2 separate regions of the Cricetulus griseus genome follow, and region 1 is linked to region 2. The links are chromatin contacts, called in public Micro-C maps. All regions are on one chromosome and are shown on one strand. Each heading gives the region's core, a stretch centred on a gene start, on an enhancer-like site or on the middle of the called end of the contact. The rest is flanking DNA. Distances are from core to core; before and after follow the strand shown.

Region 1 (4,166 bases), core at 424-2,923, 370 kb after region 2:
CTCCATATCCAGGGCCGGGGCAGAGTTTAGGCTCTATTCTGTTTTGGTTTGGTTTTGTTTTCTTTTCTTTTTTTGATTTTTGATTTTTTTGAGGCAGGGTTTTTCCTATGTAGCCCTAGGTTCTGTGTAGCCCTGGCAACCTCTGCATACAGCTTCCCTTTCTAGAATTAAAAGGAAAACACAAGGTGGGGCCTATCAATGGCTTCCAAGGCTGAAGATACCTGTAACATCCCTCCCTCAAGAGCTGAGACCCCAAATCAATCAGGAATCAGACCAATGACCAGAGCCCTTCTGGTATTTCTGGCCTCTATTCAGGACTAGCTGTTCCTGGCTTCCAGCCAAGGACCTGACTTAGACCTCTAACCCTAAACTGCCTACCCTTTCCTATTCTTACGAATGTAATCATCTACTAATGTCATTGTCTCCCAATGTCATCACATAGAGATTAAGTTTCAACATGAATTTCAGGAAATACAAACACTGGGGTAACAGAAGAGACATTTTACTGAAAAGGAAAGGCAATGGGTAAGTTCATTCTTGGACTACTTAGCACTATTCAATTTCAAACAAACACCCACACCAAAGGGGGGAAGAAAGAAAAAAATCTTGTCTCTGAATATGACCTCTCCTTGGATTTTATATATTTACAGCCCTATTTCTCACTTGTCATGTGCTAGTGACCCCGAGGTCCTTCTTAGAAGAGAAGGGTTTCAGTGATTTCTGAAGCTTCTCATAACTCTGTTGTTGAGATAAACCCACAATCTCTAGCTTAGATTTATGTTAGGACAGAAACCCCAGGCCATTTGTAGCAATGTATGAATGCCAGAGAGACCATTAACTAGCACAATGCAGCTATAAAAACAAGTTCTAGGACAGGACTTTCAACAAAAGACTCCTTCAGACAAATCCCTTGCTTGGATAGCAACAAAACATCTAAAATTGGACTTGAGGAAAGTTTGAACCCGTTCTGCTGTGGATGGATGTTTGTGGGCTATTAACTGAAGAGGGTTCAGAAACAAGGGATAAATTGCATGCTAATTCGGGGTTGAATGGACTAATGGGATGGGACTTGTCTATTTGCAATTCGATAAACCAGTATACTTAAATTCGGAGATAAAGGAGGCCACTCAGAACAAAATTAGAGGAATAAATTTAGTAAGGAGAACCAGAAGAGGCAGAAATTGAGGTAAAGGTCACCACGGAGAGGCGGTGTTCTGACTAGAAACTACTTGAAGTCCTGGGAGCCCGTGATTAGACACCAGAAGCTGCAGGGGTGATGCCCACCATACGATATCATCTTCGAAGACAGGGGGACGCCTAGGACAGAACGGTTAGATGTTTGTAATGGGGAAACTAAACGAAAGGAAAGGTGGAAACAGAAGAAAAGGTGACCAGAGGGTCGGTGAACATGCATTCCGGTTCGTCAGGGACAAGTAAGTTTACACCTCTTGTCCTCTAATTCTTTAGTGCCCCTTTCCACTCTCGGAAATGCGTAGATTTGGGTGCTAACCACATCAACGTCCTCCACAGATGAAACTGGCCAAAGGACCCAGCTTTTTGAATGGGTAGACTGAGACTGACAGTCCGCTTTGTGCAACCAGGAATTCACCCAGCCTAGGGGTGAACAGTTACACCGGCCTGGTCTAGGTCCCGCCCCTGCCCGCCTCACTCGCCCTAGTCCGGCTCTGCTCCTCCCCCCCCCCCCCCCCCACACACACTGTCCTTCCCTGAGAGGGCTGGAATGGGGAGGTCACCTTCCGTGTTGTTCTGGTGCCACCTGCAGGACATGTTGGGGAATTGCCTCCCCCGCCACAAGCCGTGGTTTTGGCTAGGCTAACACTCAATCTGTCATACTCAGGCTGTAGAACCTGAAGTGAAGCCCAGATTAAGGAATCCGGAGGACCCAGCTGAAGTCAACCAAGCCAAGTCTTTTTGCTCACTCTTGTTATATGTAATTTTAGAGAAGGGAAAAGAAAGTCTATTTAATGCACAGGATAGTGACAACCCTGCTGTAGCCTGCAAGCTGAGCAGAGTTAGCAGGATCAGGGTGAGCTACAAAGTACTCTTCTCTGCTGAAATTTGAACTCGGGACCTTTTATGAAGCAGGCCCTAATTTCAAATATTTCAGCAATATTTAAAAATTGTAAAAACACAAAAGCCCCATGCGGGGGGGGGGGGGGGAGAAATCTATTATTGACCAACCACATAAGGCTGAGTTGTGAATGAAGACAATATCTTTCCTTTGGCCTGGGATTATTAATATGGAAAATCTCCTAGGACGTAAACTGACCCTGACTGTGACTGTTTGATAAAATTTGTCAAAACAGATCTCAGGGTCCTCAAAGGCCTTGGGTGGTGCAGACAAGAGACTGCTGTGCTGGCAATTTCTCAGGTGTTCTTCACAGAATGACTGGGTCTGTGAAGTTTCTTTCTATCCATAGGAGGTTTCCTTACCTACATTTATCCTGCCTGTAAATGTGCTTTTGGATTTATGACTCCTTCTTCTAACTGAGGGTCCTCTCTCTGGAGGGACTGTACCCAGCCTCTTGCCAAAGATACCCTTTTGCCAAGCAGGCTCTGGGGTGCCACTGGATAATGACAAGCTCATCCGAGGATTGTTTCCCTTCACCAAACACCAACAGGAAGTATAATTCAAATAATACTCAGAAGTTGGGCTGGGTATGTGGATTAGTGGGTAAAAGCACCCATGCAAGCATGAGGTCCTAAGTTCAGATCCCAACAACCTCAGGGAGAAAAGCCAGGCACGGTCACACTTGCCACACTAGCACTGGTGTGGGCAGAGTTAAGAACTCACTGGGGTCTCAGGGAAGAATGCAAAGCATGGTAGAGCAGGAAACCCCATGTCAGCCTTTGGCCTCTATATACACACACAAATCATGCCCAGAGGGAGCTGACGGTTCTGTCTTAACTGGCCAAAACTTCGGTTATCACACACTGCCATACAGTCCAGTAGACAGAGCAAGTTGCACACATAGGGCACCAGTTAATGCATGGCCCCCCTTGCCTGTGTGCAAAAGCACAAAGGCATTTGAAGAAAATCTAGAAATAAGCAATTTTACTTTTGATTACCCTGTAGGTTTTTGCATCATTTTGTTAAAGTTCACCTAATTTATGTAGCCTTTTTTTCTTTTAATTTTTTGTCACATTTTTTATTTATTTTGAGTGAGCAGGAGAATGTGCATGACATGGCAATCATGTGGAGGCCGGTCGACAATGGGCAGGAGTCAGTTCTCTCCTTCCACCACGCAGGTCCTGAGGATTAAACTCAGGTCCCTGGCAGAGGGCACCTTTATCCGCTGAGTCATCTTACTGGTCCCATGTTTTATTTTTAGTTTGACCTTAGTTAGGATACAAACTCAGATGAAGCTACAATTCGGTGCAGTATTGCTCTATACTGTCATGGACAACTTTTGCTTTTTAAAATTTGTGTATTTTTGTTACATATAGTGTTCTGCCTACATATATGTCTGCATGCCAGAAGAGGGCACCAGACCTCTTGTTGTGAGCTACCATGTGGTTTCTGGGAATTGAACTCAGGACCTCTGAGCAGCTAGTGCTCTTAACCCCTGAGCCATCTCTCCAGATACTTTTCTAAGTGGTCTCCAGTAAGAGGGGTTGAGAGGATGGTCTCAGGAAAGGAACCTTGATTCCAACCTGGCTGTTTGTGGGGAATGCTCAGATGTCTGATGTCACATCCTGTCTTAGGGTTTCTAATGCTGTGAAGAGACACCATGAATGACATTCAATTTGTGTGGCTTGCTGTTTCAGAGGTTTAGTCCATTATCATCAGGCTGGGACATGGCAGCGTGCAGGCAGACATGGTGTTAGAGAAGGAACTGAGAGTTCTACATCTTGATCCTCAGGCAACAGGAAGTGAGCTGTCCCATACTGGGTGTAGCTTGAGCATAGAAGACCTCAAAACCCACCCCCACAGTGACACACTTCCTCCAACAAGCCACACCTCCTAGTAGTTCCACTCCTTTTGGGGGCCATTTTCTTCCTAACCACCACATTCCACTCCCTGGCCCCCATAGCCTTGTAGCAATATCATAATGCAAATATTACATTAAGTCAAACTTCAAAAGTCCCCATAGTCTATAATAGTCTCAAACTTATTTAAAAGTCTAAAGATCAAAGTCGCTTCT
Region 2 (3,774 bases), core at 719-3,218:
TTGAACTCAGACTAAATGAAGACTAATGTATTTATTTTCTCTCTTAAGACTCATCAGAGCTTTCCTGCACTGGATAAGAGCATGGGATAACATTCCCACAATATGCCAGAGGGTTACAGGATCTCTAATCATCAAACACACACAGAAATGAGAAGGCATGGCTCCAAAGCCCACTTTCTTTAGAGCAGAAACAGGGCAGAGTGCAGACTTAAAATTGGGCATCAAGTGACTCCAAAGATTCAACACCCTGCACATGTCTTTTAAAGATTACAAATAAATATTATTGAGTAAGCAAATTCACAGGATCCAGGCATAGTCTATATGTGGAAAATAATTTTCTCAAAACACACATGGCTCTTTATCAACACATTATATAATAAGAACTGGCAGAGTCTAAGAGATACTATGATGTCAGAATATATATGGTATATATGGTATATCCTGCCAGATATACCATAATCCTGGTACATTAGAGGCACTAATCCTGGCTTTGTGGCAAGACCCTGTTTCAAAACAAACAACAACAAAATCCCATCACAGAATCCTGACATGGAAATGTCATGATCTTTAAAGCATTAACAAAGTCATATTTAATGTTGTATGTTCATTGTGTGCACTCATAATGGGATTATATGCTAAATTTCAATGAGAGGTTAAGAAAGACAAGGGTACAAAGTGTCTCTAATCCAAGTTCACCACTCCCTCAGTTCCATTCTCAGACAGCTGAACAGGCCACACACCTCAGGCATCCAGGCTCAAACTGGCAAACCAAAAAGGCCACCAAAGGTTTTTCAGGAACAGGAAATCAAACAGATACATGATTTTTAAACAGCTGTAAGAGATCTTAATCAGGTGGGCTAATTTGTGACTCAAGAAGAGGGCTTTGCCCAGACTAGAAAAAAAGGTCATTTTGGCTGAACAAGTGCCATGAAAACTCTGACTGAGCATCAGCCCTTAGTGAGGCAGCCTCCTCTCTGCCAATCCGGACCTCATATTTGACAACAGAGGAAAAGCAACACTTTTAAAAGTAGGAAGATTTACAGGGAACCAACTTTTAAAAAATTACCCTCAAAACAGGGTGTGCAATTCTATCAGGCTGAGCCACTGAGAACGTACTGCACTAGGCCATATTTTAAATACTACTCGAACTAGCTCACTGAACCTTCGTTAACTCTGCTCAGTAGGCATTCTAAACAGTTTCATTCTCCTGGCAAGATAAGAGAGGCTTAGAGCGGTTGAGGGAAGCGTCCCTAAGAAGGACAATACAAGCTATAGCTCATGCTAAGCCACATCTCATGACAGGCAATTTCAGAACTAAGAGACACCTAGAAGCCTCCTCTTATACCACCTTCTCTCTTTAGAAAAAAATTCCCAGTTAGAATTCAATGCTCATTCCTCAGTGTTCCCAGGGACTAACCTCTGTCTCTATGGAAGTTCCTCAGGCACGTTAGTAACGCACAATACCATACGGCACTTGAAAGGAACTCAGTCTCTATTTCTAAGTGTGCCTTGACGTGAAGCTTGCTACCTAATGGCGTGGCTAAATACTGGAGAACTTGTGTTAAGACAGTCCTCTATCTAGAAGAAAACTACCTCCCCCTCAAAGGAGCCGGGCCTCATTTCCGGGATGCACAACACATTATCTGGATGCAAAAGAAGTCCGCCTAAGGGCCTTCTGTCTGCCCGCGGGACTCGTGCCTCGCGGGTTAGCCGGTGTAAGCAATCACGGAGTCACCCCTGGGCCCCTGGAGCCTCCGTGAACAAACCTGCTGTCGCGGCCTCCAAGCCTCCCTTGTTCACCCGTCTCCCCGTCCCGGCAGGGAGCAGTACCAACGACCACCATACCCAACTGCCCAGCACACCAACTCACCACTGCACAGCCCGCCGCACAGCTCTCTGACGTCAGAGGGACGCGACCGTGGCGCTCACGGATGAGCTTAAGGGGCGGGGCCTCTCTTCTTAACCCGGGCCCTGCAGGCACAGCGCCTCCTGTCGCCTTTGCGCAACGGAGATGGGGAGGGGGGCGGTGCAAAAAGTGGGCGAGGAGAGGAGAAACCACGCCCCGTCCGCGTACCGTGGGTACTGCAAATCTGCTTCAGAAAGTTTCTCTGATGACCTCATGGGTTATTTTTTTCTTTTCTTTTTCTGCTATTTCTTTTTTCTTCCTCCTCCTCTTTTTTTTTTTTTTTTTTTGGTTTTTCGAGACAGGGTTTCTCTGTGTAGCTTTGGAGCCTATCCTGGCACTCGCTCTGGAGATCAGGCTGGCCTCGAACTCACAGAGATCCGCCTGCCTCTGCCTCCGAGTGCTGGGATTAAAAGCGTGTGCCACCAATGCCCGGCTTCTTCTTCCTTTTCTACCTCCTCTTCCCCCCCCCCCTTTTCCCTTCCCGCTCCCCTCCCTTCCTCCTCTTTCTTCTCAAGACCAGATCTTGCTATGCAGCCTCAAACTGGCCTTAAACCGCTGTCAGTTCTGCCTCAGCCTCCCAAGTACTGAGATTACAGGTCATCACCCGGCTGTGTTGGTTCTTAAGCTCAATTTAAGACCTACGAGTGAGTCCAGTGTTAATTTAGTGGGTTGTGAGCAACAACGCTAAGCAATGAAATGCAGAGGAGTACTTGACATACTGAATTTCTACAGTCCTGTTTTTCTATGAGTAGAGGGTGTCCATAAATTGCAAGTTCTTCAGGTAGGCTAGCAGAAACTGGTTCTATGTGAGATGGCTCAGAGACAGCAGTACTAACTCTACCTTCATTGTAATTCCATCTGTATGCTAAGTGACATCCTAGCTCCATGGCGGTTGGCAATTGCATGCTGTGGACTGAAAAGAACCATATAAAGAGCAAGAAGAGCCAGGACCCAAATTCCCGGAGACATTTTCTGTCCAATCCCAGAAAAATATGTGAGTGTTCCTCAAGTATTATTAGCCTATGCCTCCCCTTTTTACCAGGTATGGAGAGCCTCTAAGCCCTCAACAGCTGGAGAAGTTAGGGTTTATCTTCCAATACCTCTATTTTTGGCCAGAATCAGTCCCTTTTGGTGTTCAATTGATACCTGAGGTTTGTTGGTTCCACAATTTCAAGAGGGAAAATGGACCCAGTGTTAGATACAGTGATAGCAATTTCAAAAAACTGTTAGATAACTAGTTTACTTTACTAAGCAACTAGATAAATTTGCCCAACATAATTACAAATCTCCCAGGCCCATTCCTTGGCCCTCAGGAAGGATCTGAGGGGTCACCCTTGTGTTACAGGCTTAGAAAAATTTAGTCCAGGGCTAGGGGATGTAACTCAGTGGTAGAGTACTTGCTTAGCATATGCAAAGCCCTGAATTTGTACACCAGTGCTATGCAAAAAGAGAAACAAAGCAACTAAAATCCCCCATAAAAACCCCAAGCTGAAAACAAAACAAACCAAAACAAAAACAGAACACTTGTGTCAAGGTGAGCAGACTAGATTGTCAAAATTCTAACCTTTTTGAATGTATGTGAATTTTTTTTTTTTTTTTTTTTTTGAGACCGGGTCTTACTCCATAGCGCTGACTGAGCTTGCTTATGTAGGCCATGTTGTTTTCAGACTCATGGAGATCTGCTTGCCTTTGCCTCCAGAATCACTGAGATTGAAGACATCTTGCTCTTTTCTTTAAATGTGTTTGTTTATTACATTCATTGTGTATTTTTTCATATGCAACACAGTGAGCATGGGAAGGTCAAAGGACAACTTTCTGGAGTTGGTTCTCTGCTCCATCTTGCTGGCCCTAAGGGATTAAATTCAGAT

The links. A called contact is a pair of places that touch in the nucleus more often than the background predicts.
Region 1: a Micro-C map of the CHO-K1 cell line shows a contact between it and region 2, with 5 times the contacts expected there. The contact joins the enhancer-like site here to the promoter of Wdr61 in region 2. A contact is called at or near these places in 3 of 8 Hi-C or Micro-C datasets (the CHL-YN cell line and the CHO-K1 cell line).

What each region holds. Positions count from the first base shown.
Region 1 is chr4:166,718,973-166,723,138 of CriGri-PICRH-1.0, forward strand. No RefSeq gene overlaps it. Among named protein-coding and RNA genes, the nearest start is that of Ube2q2, 34 kb to the right of the region's middle. Within about 2 kb of position 1,674, at least 1 of the 6 cell types and tissues checked has open chromatin away from gene starts, as enhancers often do. A contact at or near this core is called in the CHO-K1 cell line, where this site is marked.
Region 2 is chr4:166,353,086-166,356,859 of CriGri-PICRH-1.0, forward strand. It overlaps Wdr61 (WD repeat-containing protein 61), which reads right to left and starts at 1,969. Exons shown (of 11, transcript XM_027415057.2): 1 at 1,871-1,969.